Linked DNA regions of Mus musculus: region 2 is linked to region 1. A link is a contact called in public promoter capture Hi-C data. All regions are on one chromosome and are shown on one strand. The core of a region is the stretch at or near the end of the contact, and the rest is flanking DNA. Distances in the headings are between cores, read along the strand shown.

What was found. Promoter capture Hi-C pulls out the DNA fragments that hold promoters and counts their contacts.
Region 2: a promoter capture Hi-C map of embryonic stem cells shows a contact between it and region 1, with 2.9 times the contacts expected there. The contact joins the promoter of Abcc6 here to the promoter of Zfp719 in region 1. A contact is called at or near these places in 2 of 39 promoter capture datasets (embryonic stem cells and liver).

Annotation. Positions count from the first base shown.
Region 1 is chr7:43,578,084-43,581,115 of GRCm38.p6, forward strand. It overlaps Zfp719 (zinc finger protein 719), which reads left to right and starts at 1,503. Exons shown (of 4, transcript NM_172482.1): 1 at 1,503-1,683.
Region 2 is chr7:46,028,889-46,031,920 of GRCm38.p6, forward strand. It overlaps Abcc6 (ATP-binding cassette, sub-family C (CFTR/MRP), member 6), which reads right to left and starts at 1,398. Exons shown (of 31, transcript NM_018795.2): 1 at 1,340-1,398; 2 at 100-282. The coding sequence starts at 1,393.

The DNA.
Region 1 (3,032 bases), core at 253-2,752:
TTCCAGGACAGCCAAGGCTACATACCCTGTCTCGAAACAAAACAAAACAAAACAAAACAAAACAAAACAAAACAAAACAAAAAGAAATTCCGGAAGAACACGTTGGTGCCTAACTTATCATAATTTTGCTCTGTGGTGATGGATGGCTGAGTCCACTCTTTTGGGACTCCTGAGGTGTATCTTTGATGATGAAACTGTTTCCTAAATCATTATTCCTGTAGTCTGTTCTCAGTGGGAAGCTCTAGACTATGTGTGAACTGGGCATGATTGCACATTGTTGTAATCCTAGAACTTCCCTGGTATAGACAAGATCAGAGTAACTTCAAGGCCAGCCTGGTCTACATAGTTCCAGACCAGTGGTTCTCAACCTTTCTAATATTTTTCATTGCTACTTCATAACTGTAATTTTGCTACTGTTATGAATCATGATGTAAATATTTTTGGAGATAGAGGTTTGTCAAAGGGGTCATAACCCACAGGTTGAGAACCACTGTTCTAGACTGTCCAGGGCTAGAATGTGTTTAATATGGAGATAACTCACACAATTTTATACTTTATTCTTATAATGTACATTAGGTCTACTAATTTATTCACTACAGTGCTAGGTGTTTTTCCCATTTGACTAGTGTCCCTGTTTATCATTATTTCCACTGCCCACCTAGTTCTACATTATTTCTATTATGCGATTTAGAAGACATTTTACTTCTAAGTAAGAACAGGTTTCTATCCTCTGGGAACCGTGAGATGCCTCAGTATGACGTAAATGATGGCTTATCTCAGTTTCTCACCGTTGGTGTTCCATATGACTTACCTCCTGTTTCCTAATAACCCCACATAGTTTTCAATTTTTGAAAAATTAGAAAAGGCCAGTGTGGTGATACACATCTTTAATCCCAGCACTCGGGAAACAGAGGCCATGAGATGTCTGAGAGTCCAAGGCCAGAATGACCTTCATGTCCGGTTCCAAGCCAGTCAGACCAATATAGTGAGGTCATCTCAAAAATAAGAACTTCTTTCAATTCTGGTGAAAATCAAGAGAAAGTTGAAGAAAAAGAGAAACAGATTAAAAGCACTTGTTGCTCTTGCAGCTGTCCTGGATGCTATAAACTCAACATGCAGGCAAAAATACATAAAGTAAATCTAATAAAATACAGGGGAAAAAAAGGTACATTTAGGAAGATGTAATGTTACAGTGTCTTAGAATTATATACACATACAAGACGTTAATAAATCCCCTAAGCATGTGAGACAGCCTTGGACTTTCACCTATCACATTCTTGTCGGCTGTATGGAACCGTTGCGCTTTGATGCTTGCCTCTGTGTCACGGGAGTGTGGGTTCAGCCATGGCACTTTCTAGGAAGAAGTTAAAAAAAAAAAAAAAAAAATCAGAAACCACCAGATGAGCCATAATAAGTACTGGCAAGACAGACTTCCGCCAGTGGTGGTGCGCATGCGCGCCACCCAGGGCTACGTGGTAGTGAACTGAGGGAACCCTTATTCAAATCGGAAGTGGCCTAGAGTGATCACATCCGCTCAGATCTTAAAGTAGTTCGCCTCTCCTGTCGTTGCCAGGGTAGCGTGGGTGTTTGGAATCCGAACCCATGGAATTGTGGGTGTCTGTGGGCGGAAGTCTCGCAGTCCTGGCGTGCCGTGTGCAGAGCTTCTCTAAGGTGTAATGTGAGGTGAGTGGATGTGGAGCAGAGGACGCTGTGCTGCTGAGCGCCGGTTTGTGCTGAGTGATGGTTGAATCGGCCCCAGGGGGGGATGAGGTGGATAAAGTGGGGGTCGTTCGGTTCTCTTTCATTCTGTTCCTGCGGGTTTTCCGCGTCTGTATTTTGTCACTTCCCAGTATGCTGTCCTGTGGGATTTCCCACCGTCGTCCGTGAAAATTACCATGTGAGGGCATTCGGGGCAGGACTCAGTGAGTGGGCGCTGCAGCATCCGGGAGCTTCAGGGCGAGGACCTTGAGATGGCTTGTGATCCGCTCAGTCTGTGATTGGCTTAGGAGTCAGGCGATGGAGCTTGAGGCCAGTGTAGGGTGCTTTGTGAGGGCGACCGCGTCGCTTTCTGGGCTGTTTGAGTAGCTGGTAACTGGAGCCCTGGCTCCTGGTCAAACACTGGCCTTCGAGAGGAGATAAACTCCAAAGAGTAAGAGAAAACGGGGAAATGAATTTATTTACGTTTGGTCCAAACTGGAGACCCAGTGCCCTCCATCTCTGTCAGCCTAAGCAGTATTAGCAATAGAAGGCACTGCCTAGAAGCCAGGAGATGTGTTTAGGTATATTTAATGTGGTCACAGTTATCTAAGCGGGGACATAGCCTTGGGGCTGCCCTTAGGTGTTCTGGATATTTCCTTTCCCCCGTATGCAACTGAAGACAGAAGAAAGATTTAAGAAAAAACTAGTCATTTCAGTTACAATTGAAAGTTTACATAAATACTGCAGTCCTTTGCTGATGTGAGGTCTGATCGGAGGTTTGACTTGTGCCTGGGATCTGTGAATTTGGCAAGGATTGGTAATTGGCAGTTACGCAGAAAGGTGCTGCTGTAAAAAGATTGTAAGGCAGAAGCCTGGGTTCCTGCATCCAAACAGGCAAGGGCCAGCCTCATCCAGTCTGCCTACTGAAGAGACCAGTGAGGAGGAAAGGCAGGAGAGTGGAGATGTGGGTCAGCAGTGTTGGGTTCCCAGCACCCACACCACATGGTGCCTTGGAACTGCCTGGTGGGACGATTCCAGGGGATCCGTGTTCCCTTCTGGCCTCCCAGCTAATGGTGCACAGACAAAGACAGACAAAACACCCACACACGTTTCATTTTTAAATGTTTGAATAGTAAGAATAAATCTTTAAAAAAAAATTTTTTTTTCCGTTAATGTTGGGCGAGCTGCCTTCTCCAATTATTCCCCACCTCCTAAAGAAATGTTAAGGAAAAAAAGAAAAGCAGAGGTTGAGACTCCATACAGTGGTAACGTTGAGCAGGCGGAGAGGTAAAGTGACCTAGTGGCCCCATGTCTGTCTCTAGTGCACAGATTTG
Region 2 (3,032 bases), core at 148-2,647, 2.5 Mb after region 1:
TGCTCTTGCTGATGGGAGGCGTGGGACCTCTGCCAGGTTCTAGTCTGCCCTCAACCCTGCTACCCTCCCCACTCCCTGGTTCAGGCTCCCCGTGGCTACCATTTTGGTTTTGAAGAGGTGGGACATCCGGAGGTAGCACCGGCCATGGCGATGGATGTAGAGAAGGTAGATGGGGCCGAGGACCCAGAGGTACATGGGGGGCACCCAGCTGCTGGCGGCTCTCACAAAGCACAGGCTGAGCAAGTGATAGGCCGCAGGCTCCTGCTCTGTCTGGTTCCAGACCTGAAAAGAACACCAGGGACACCATTAGGATGTTAGCCACCCGAGTCCCAATCTCACCTGCCCGTGGGGACAGACCGAATGAAGATATTCCAAGCTCTATCTGGTGTGCCTTTTAATTCTCAATGCTTTTCAGCCTAACATCAGCTCTGTAAGGCAGATGGAGTTATACTGACTTAGTTTCTGGGGAAGTAGAGACCCAGAGAAGGTAAGGAACTTGCCTAATTCTACTCAGATGGGAAGCAGTGGTCCCTGGGGCTGGCTTTGAACTTGTGGTCCTCTGGCCTTAGTTTCCCAAGTGCTAGGCTTACAGATGAGTGACACCACATCTGGCTTGGCTGTTACTCATTATAAGAACTCTTGGAGCCGGGCGTGGTGGTGCACGCCTTTAATCCCAGCACTTGGGAGGCAGAGGCAGGCGGATTTCTGAGTTCGAGGCCAGCCTGGTCTACAAAGTGAGTTCCAGGACAGCCAGAGCTACACAGAGAAACCCTGTCTCAAAAAACCAAAAAAAAAAAAAAAAAAAAGAACTCTTGGTGCTATTGTCCCCATTTCATAGATGAGTAGACTGAGGTACCAAAAGGGAATTGCCCCATTTGCATCCACACAAGCAGGAAGTGACAGAGCCAACTGTGCCCTTCTCTTTCAAGGAGGAATAATAGAATCTCCCCTTATGTGCTGCCTGAAGCTACCTAAACAGTTGGGCTCACAGTACGGTGCTAAAGCACAGAACCAGCTCTCTGTGAACACCATCTCTTACTGCTAATCTGGCCCTGATCTGCTGGATTTCAGGCCATAGACTAGTGTAAGATAGGGACAGAAGAAATGCAAAAGTGGGAAGGTTTGGGGAGCGGCCCACTAGCACTATGCAAATAACAAAGTCCCCAGTGGCTGGCAGGGGCTCTACAAGAGCAGGGATTTGGTGAAAGTGTCATGATCTGTAGCTGCACTGTTTGTCTTACAGCTTCCCGCGGTTAAGAACTTGAAGTCCAGTGCGGCTTTCCCCAGCAGCTTGAGTTATCCTTGGAGCAGAGAAAGGAGTGGGGCAGGCTGGACTCACCCTCAGGCCGGCGCACTGCTCTCCAGGCGTGGCCATGGAGCGCCCTCTGTTCATCAGTCTGAGTCTGTTTGTCCCAGAGCAGCCTTCAGAACTCAGCTCCAAGCCGAGGAGGAGGAGGCGGGACCAGGCAGGTTTGACAGGGATTGGAGCTGGATAGCGGAGGCCCCAGGGCAAGGTCCAGCTGCATACAGAGGTGGAGCTGGTGCCCGGGGAGGTGATTCTGGAACCCCTGAAAAGTGCCGGGCCGGCCACCTCCATGCTTCCTCTCCGTGAGAAGTCCCTCCCAAACTTGCTGCATACTTTGGACTTAGCAATGCAGGAAGGTATCCTGCGGAAAGAGCCAAGAGACTTAGTAATTTACAGGACCAGCAACTCGGGACAGATGTTGTCTAAATGCAGGCGCTGCGAAGAATGAGAAGTGCCTTACTTTGAAAAATATTTATTTACGTGTGTATTTGTCCTTCTATTTATTAGTTTTTGAGATAGGGTCTCACTATGCAGACCAGGCTAGCCTACAACCCAAGCCCCTGCTGGCCCAGCCGCCTGTGTGCCTTATTAAGAACAATCTTAATAAAGACCTTAGTATGAGCTGGAGAGGTGGCTCAGGCACTCTAAACTCCCACTGCTTCTGCAAAGGACTGGGGTTGGGTTCCCACGACTCTCTTCCAGCTGCTCACAAGCATCTGCAATGACAGCTCCAGGGGACCCAACACCTTCTCCCGGGCCTCCACACTCCTGTGCATACATACAAATGATGAAAATAAAACAACCCTTGAAATGGCTTAAGCAGTGCAAGTCACACAGCATGGCTCGGTAAGTTAGTTATTAGTACTGATATTACAGCAGCAGCAGCAGCAGCAGCAGCAGCACCTTAAAATGCTACGGCAAAACCCACTAATATGGAAATGTGGCCTCCAAACACTCTGAAATAGATCCCAGCACCAGCAGGGTATGAGAAGGAGAAGTGTTCCTAAGTCAGGGCTCATTTTCTTTTCTTAAAGCAAGGGGTGTGGCTAAGGGGACCATGGGTTGTGTCCCAGCAATGCAATACAGACAGACAGACAGATAAGACAAGACAGATAGGCAAATAGACAAGTGACTCTGTGTTGTCTTATCCTGTTTGCACAGATACACAGTTGGAGATGTAGTAAAGTTGAGGTCACAGGGAACCCCATTTCCTTTCCACTTTTCTCTTTGTGTAACGAGTTTGTACTCCTTCCAAGGTAGGGAAGAAAAACTGCCCCAGACAGACCAACCCAGGTGCTCTGCTCCAGTGAGGGAGGAATGCAGACCTCTGCCCTGTCCAAACCCTGCCACTTCTCTGGTCTTGCCCCCACCTTTTCCCACAGCCTCTCTTTGGCAGGGCCCAGGCGGGATGGGTTCTCCAGCTTGGCTTGCCCCACCTTTTGGGGTTGCCTGTGCCCGCAGTATGATGCACAGTGTTCTTTCAGCCGGCTTCTTCTGAGCTTTCAGCAGGAGAGGGCTCTCGAAGAACTCGCAACTGCGTCTGCAAGCTGTGTGCGGCAAGCCTGCTGTCAGTGAAACTTCACATCCTCTCTGTTTATTTGGGTCCGTTTTGGTGGGAGGTGGAGGTGGTGGTGAGGACAGAGAAGCCATGGCCCTTCTTCCTGTGAGTGTCACTCCCCCCTCCCCCCCCCCCCCCGCCCCTGGCACTGATTGCTCTAACCTGCAG